Regions from separate parts of the Mus musculus genome. Here region 1 is linked to region 2. The links are chromatin contacts, called in public promoter capture Hi-C maps. All regions are on one chromosome and are shown on one strand. Each heading gives the region's core, a stretch centred on a gene start, on an enhancer-like site or on the middle of the called end of the contact. The rest is flanking DNA. Distances are from core to core; before and after follow the strand shown. Region 1 holds the start of Tnk1 (tyrosine kinase, non-receptor, 1). Region 2 holds the start of Kcnab3 (potassium voltage-gated channel, shaker-related subfamily, beta member 3).

Region 1 (3,194 bases), core at 538-3,037, 530 kb before region 2:
TGGTCATTTTAGTATACTCCCACATCTAAAGAAAAGCAGACTAGGTATGTAATTATAGCATTTAGTAGGCAATAAGAAGAGATACTGCTGAGAATTCTCCAAATCTGGTAAAAATTCTGAATTCACAGAGGAAATATAGCAGTGCATATAACAAATAGAGAAAGATCATTATCTAAGAACTACGCAAGAAAACAAAGAAATACCAGTGCTATTTTAAAAGCAGGGAATAATGACAGATCATGCACAGACATCATCAGATCAGATTGGACTGACAGATTGCTTTACAACTAACGTACATCGCACCTACTACATGCCTACACTGTTCTGGGACTTAAAACACCAACAGGAGGAGACAGGCCGGTTTCCTACCCTGCAGAGCCCACAGTGTAATAAGAATGACAGACGTAGGGGGAACAATTAATAGCGTGTCTACTTGGTGGATCAGAGAAGGGGTAGGAAATCATATGTGTAGAATTGCAGTGTGATTTACCCAGGAATGCTGGAACATCCACATGTTGCTCGATAAACAGAGGTGAAGGAATGGCGGCTGCCGTGTTCATGCATGCATTCTTCCTTGGACCGAAGCCTTGAAGCTTCCTCTCTGGGACCTCAGAATAAAAGGGAGAAAGAATGACTCTCCTTGAAGCACTCTCCAGGATCCCAGAGATCCACTTTTCTTTTTTTCCAATATTTATTTATTCATTTTATGTATATGAGTACACTGTAGCTGTACAGATGGTTGTGAGCCACCATGTGGTGGCTGGAATTTGAACTCAGGACCTTTGGAGTGCTCTTAACCGCTGAGCCTTCTCACCAGCCCCCAAAATTCATCAAGCATTTTTTCACACTATTTATTTATTTACTTATTTATTTATTTATTTATTTATGAGTGCACACCAGAAGAGGGCATCAGATCTCATTACAGATGGTTGTGAGCCACCATGTGGTTGCTGAAAATTGAACTCTGGACCTCTGGAAGAGTGCTCTTAACCAACTCTCCAACAGGGCTTACAACTTTCAACCCAGTACTAGGGAGGCAAAAACAGGCAGATATCTGCAAGTACAAGCATGGGCTGCAAAATCTCAAAGAAGTGGGTTTGGGACTGGAGAGATGGCTCAGCACTTAGGGATACTTGCTGCTCTTCAGAGAGTACTCAGTTCCCAGCACCTACTCTGGTGGCTCACACCCACTTTTAACTCCAGTTTCAGGGGATCCAGCACTCTCTCCTGGCCTCTGTCCATGCAGGCACACAGACATAGGCTCGGGTTGGGGTTGGGGGGCTGAGTTATAGAAGTGCCTCACTTCTTGACTGTCTAGGACCAAAACTGATGTCGGTAACAGCGCCTGGCTCCATCCTAAAGCATCCTGTGCCTTTTCGATTCCCTTCCAGGGACACAAAATGCCTGTTAGAGCCTTTCTCCTAAAGGCAGTGACTATTTCCTGATTAACCTACAGTTCCATACCTGGGCAGAGAACTACAAGATGCTACTGTTTCGGTGAAGGATTTGGGGAAGAACAGCATATGGGACAGGGCCGGGAGGAAGAGATCTAGGGAGAGTGAGGAAGACTGCCAAGACTGTGAAGAAAGGCAAGGCAAGCGGAAGGAAGGTTAACCACGGCCTAGAGGCTCACCTGTCCTACAAGTGGGAGGAGCTCCGCCACAAAGTGTCACCAGGGAATTAATTGGTCCTCGATTGTTCAGGGCCAGCTTCCAGGATCCGCCCTCCACAGCCTGGGGTCCCGCCCTTTTTAGGATTTAATGCCCGCCACTTGGGCGGCCCCCGTAGCTGCCTCTTCCGCCTTCGCCAGGTGAGAGTCCACACCTAGCAGGGGCGCCCGGGCCTGGGACCAGCGGGCTCCCTTTGGGGTGCGTCGCTGGATCCCTTTTCCCGGATCCTTCCCTTCCCTCTCAGGATTTCTTCTTGGCTGCTTTCTCCCCGCTCCTCCCTTCCTATCTGTGGTGCAACACAGGGCCTTTTTGGATTTGAACTTTCTTCTGCTCTCAGTTCTCAGGCCGCCTGGGGTGACCAACTCCCCACGCTCCCCACCTCCACCTCCCACCTCAGACCTCCGATCTAGGACTTCCTCGTGGTATAACTACAGAGAGACAGGTGTGTAAAAGAGAGTCTTTGGGCAGGCAGCCCGGACCCAGAGGCCTAGAGCCTTATTTAATAATGGCTGGTGGGACTGTTTGGTAGCTGACTTAGGCTGAATGACGCAGGAGAACACCTGGGCACTGTACCTGGAACTGAGCTCAAGTGGGTGTGGAAGGACCACACACCTAGCAGTCTAGGCGGCTTTGCGAACAGTATCTTAAGTTTGGCTCTCGGCTTAGCCTTCGATTAACAGCCCAGCCCTGATATCTGTTTAATTTTCAGTGTTGCTGCCTCGGGTGTTTAAGAAGCCATGACCATGGGCATTACTGGGGTGACGTGGTAGTGTGTCCTCATTATGTGTGTTTGTTTATGTGATCCTTGGAGTTTCAGATGGGTGGTGATATATCTAGGTATCTTTGACTTGTGGAGGCAGAGAAGCGTTGTGTCTCAAGTACACCTGTGTGAGGGCGTGTTGCAGTATGCCTGCTTTTTGTGGCAGAGTATGGGAATATCTTGGACTTGAGGCGACATGTTCTGATTGTCTTAGGCATGTTTTGTAGTATATCTGTAGGTCTCAGTGTGTGTGTGTGTGTGTGTGTGAGAGAGAGAGAGAGAGAGAGGTGGTAGTGGGTGGGAGGCACTGCACCTAGTATACCTATGTTCCTGAGGTATGGTGTGTTAGCATAACAGGGCATCTCTAGTTTGTATATGGTAGGCAAAATGTCTCATATATGAAGAGGGGATATGTTTCAGTTGTATACGAGTCAATGTGTGCTGGGAACTAAATGGGCACAGTATTTGAGGGTCTGGAGTTCAAGGGCAGTAAGCCATAGGGTCAAAGCAATGGTTTTCAACCTTTGGGTCACAACTCTCCTGACAAATCCCTGTCTCCAAAAATATTTTCATTATGATTTTTAAAACTTTTTTGGTTTTTTTGTTTGTTTGTTTGTTTGTTTGTTTGTTTTCGAGACAGAGTTTCTCTGGATAGCCCTGGCTGTCCTGGAACTCACTTTGTAGACCAGGCTGGCCTCGAACTCAGAAATCCACCTGCCTCTGCCTCCCGAGTTAAAGGCGTGCACCACCACGCCCGGCTCTCA
Region 2 (3,264 bases), core at 195-2,694:
AGGAAAGTCCAGCTCTCTCTCTTCCTCTCTTCATTGACCTCTGAGATTGAACTAGAGACCCTCCTTCTTTTTCCAAGGCACAGATTAAACAGCCCTACTTCCTAGTCAGGGCTGCTACAGGGAGAAGATTGGATACTTCGGAGGACAAAGGTGGGTCACATTAATGACCTCAGCTCATTCCCAAGCAAAAGTGCTCCCCACCCTCCTTCTGAGAGTCTCTGGCCGGTAGTCCTCTGAGTTAAAAGTAAAATTTTCACAACCCTTCCCGCCAACTCTTGTCTTACAGCATGAGGGCGAAAGATGTGGTCCATCCTTTCAAATGTCCCTTCCCTCTCTAGGGCCCTGATCCTACCCTGGAAAGGTTGAGGGAGACTGGCTTCGGGGCTGGTGGGGGCAATATCTGGGTCAGGCGCCCCAACCGGCCAGAGTGAGATGCTGTTTCCCTCCCTCCTCTCCCCAGGACGCCAACCCAAGGACACTCCATTGGAGGGGGTGGGGGGAGCAGCCTGGAGATCCAGGCGTTCCCCGCTTTTTTACGGGTAAGGAGGACAACTCAGGGGCATCGTTTAGGTATGACAGGACTCTGTCAACCTTGGTAAACTTGATTTCAAAGTTGGGGGAACTAACAGAGGAAGAGAGTGAGTGCGTGTGAGAGAGAAGAGGGGGGGGTGAGCCAGACCTTTAAGCTAAGTTTGAAGGGGTCTTAGGCGGCTAACCCAGAAAGCCTCAGGGGTCCCAAAAGAGGAGCATATGGATAGGCTGCCCGGCCACCCCATACCTGTATTTCATGCCAGTGCCTCGGCCGGTGCTCTCTCGAAGGGCCCCAGCAGGTGCTGGGGGTCTAGGGACCACTGCAGCTCGTGACTTCGAGCTCGGTCCTCCACCCCCCGGAGGGTTCCCATGCCCTCCGCCCACTGGCCCTCCATTACCGCCCCCAGGACCGGGCCGGGGTCCACAGAGACGGTCCTCACTGCTCCGGCTGCGAAGGTTCTGCTCGGTACACGCGATAGACACCTGCATGCCGGATGGCCAGGGCGGGGGAGGGGGCTCCGAGGGAGCGGGAGGAGGGAGCCGGGAAGTCCGAGGGCAGACACCGGTGTGGTGGTAATAGCGCGATCGCAGGGAGAGCGGGAAGGCTGAGAAGGCTGCAGCTAGAGCCGCCAAACGGGATCGGGCCCGCGGGGGCGGGCTGTTGGAGGTCGCGGGTCTTGCGGTGGGAAAGGAAAACCGTGGGGTCGCCCGGAGTGGTGGGTATTCGGGTGCTGGGAGCTGTGATGAAGGGATTGGGAGGATAAACGGGTAAGGATAAAGAAAAGTCGAGGACGGTCTTCAAGGATAGCTACCCAGGAACAAGGGGTAGCAAAAGACGGGTGCCACTTCAGCTGGAACCGCTGCGGGACCGCTGTGCTCCCAGCCGCGTCGGCAGCAAGCCCAGCTCATTAACATTCAGGCCACGCCCCTTCATCTGCATGGAGCCGCCTGCCTCTGAGTAGAACACGCTGCTCATCTGCATAAGCTCCGCCTGCAGAAGCTCCAGAACTTAAATAATCAGTGTGCCTTGCCCAGAACATCCCGTTTTAGGAACGGGGTTCTCACTTTCTGTACTTGAATCGTGTCCGCTTTCATTCCGGTCAGTGGTGTGCACTCGAGAGGGCGTTTTTTGTTCCCCGAGAAAACTAGATTTGGAGACATTGTCACAGCTAAAGGTAAGACAGGATGTGTGTACTACATCTATCAAGTGGTAGCAAAGGTTGCTGCTAAAATTCTAAAACACAACAAAGTATCCAGCTCGAGAGAAATCTGCTGGGAAAACCTCTTTATAGGCTTCAGGGATGTGTGGCTACCCTAGTTCTCATTTTTGTGTGAGTCACACTGGGAGGGGCCACAGGAACTCACACTCAGGCAGCAGAGGGTGACAAAAAGTTTATTCAGTTTATTCTGTGTTTCTCACAGAGTCAAGCAGGGATAAAACTGGCGTAGACTCCTGTGAGCTTCATTCTTATGACTTGAAGGCAGTGGGTGGTAGGCCTTCGGGGGAAAGCTCTCGGAGACAGGTAGATGGAAGGGCTCTCAATGTAACAAGTGAGATGGGCCCAGGCAGTCACAGGTTCTTCTGAGGGGTGAGGTAGATGTTTCAGCCAGCTCTGGCAGAGAAGAAGGGCAAAGATCGGACATAGGAGTCTAGCCGGGATCGAAAGAGCTCACTTTGCACAGTTTGTCCCAGCGGGCACAGAGGATTCTTCACAACAAACTCCACATACAGCTGCGAAAAGGAGGGTGTGTGAGCCTGATGTGAGACACTTTTCATTTTCAATCTCAAACATGGTGTAATCTCGAGAATATAAGAATACACGGGTGGGGTTGGGGTGGAGAGAGCTCAGGAATTAAGAAAGCATACTACTGCTTTTGCAGAGGTTAGTCAGAGCCTAGCACCCATGTTGGTCAGCTCACAACTGCCTGTAATTCTCCAGAGGATCTGTCCTCCACAGACACTTGTGCTCATGTGCACACATACCCTCTACACAATACATATAATTAAAATAAGAAATACATCATTTATAAAAAAAAAACCCAAAAACCTGCACAAGCTCTCCCTTAGAGAAGCTATTACTGTTTAAGGAGCTAAAGGCTCTGGAGAAAACTGAGTTCAACAGGGATGTGATACAGAAGGATAAGGGCAGAAAACCCGAGGGACTCCTAGGGCTCTAGGAGGAAAAGGGTTCCTCTACTGACACTGACCGCACTGTAGATATGGTGTAGAACATCTCGGATAGGGCCCACGCCCAAGTCAGTATTCATGACAACCTTGATTCCAGTGGGAGTCTCGTAGTAATGGAGTTTGTAACGGCTAGTTTGGAAAGACAGAAAGCCATCCTTCCTGCAGAAATGAGTATTCAGACAGGAGTGAAATCACTCCCAAAGAAATATTTGTGATGCCCTCAAGGTCAACTCCTTCCTATTCATATAGATAGTTTGTAGCAGGTTCATTGAGTAAAAACACCTCCGGTCATCCCCACCCCCGATGTAATTGCAACTGCCTTCACTCTCTCCCCACTTTCAGACCATTCCTGTATCCGCTCCTGCCAGCTTCAAGATTCTCGATCCAGATTCAGCCTCTCTAAAACACACCCTCCCCTCTTTGGGGCCACACGCCACTTCCATTCCAAAACAATATCTCCTGTTCCCAAGGCTGGCTAGCTAGCCCTCCCTTCAACACCCCTCTAAAACCACCGTACATGTCTAGCGGGGACATCTTGCTGACAA

The links. Promoter capture Hi-C pulls out the DNA fragments that hold promoters and counts their contacts.
Region 1: a promoter capture Hi-C map of liver shows a contact between it and region 2, with 3 times the contacts expected there. The contact joins the promoter of Tnk1 here to the promoter of Kcnab3 in region 2. A contact is called at or near these places in 6 of 39 promoter capture datasets (the HPC-7 cell line, cranial neural crest, liver and 2 more), 2 of 484 Hi-C or Micro-C datasets (Th1 cells and liver) and 1 of 9 other capture datasets (adipose tissue).

What each region holds. Positions count from the first base shown.
Region 1 is chr11:69,857,323-69,860,516 of GRCm38.p6, reverse strand. It overlaps Tnk1 (tyrosine kinase, non-receptor, 1), which reads left to right and starts at 1,787. Exons shown (of 14, transcript NM_031880.3): 1 at 1,787-1,810; 2 at 2,008-2,112. Gm32708 (a long non-coding RNA gene) reads right to left here and starts at 1,901. Exons shown (of 5, transcript XR_879975.3): 1 at 1,634-1,901; 2 at 491-601.
Region 2 is chr11:69,324,438-69,327,701 of GRCm38.p6, reverse strand. It overlaps Kcnab3 (potassium voltage-gated channel, shaker-related subfamily, beta member 3), which reads right to left and starts at 1,444. Exons shown (of 14, transcript NM_010599.4): 1 at 779-1,444. The coding sequence starts at 1,020. Trappc1 (trafficking protein particle complex 1) reads right to left here. Exons shown (of 5, transcript NM_001024206.2): 3 at 3,237-3,264; 4 at 2,740-2,878; 5 at 1,909-2,263. The coding sequence ends at 2,135.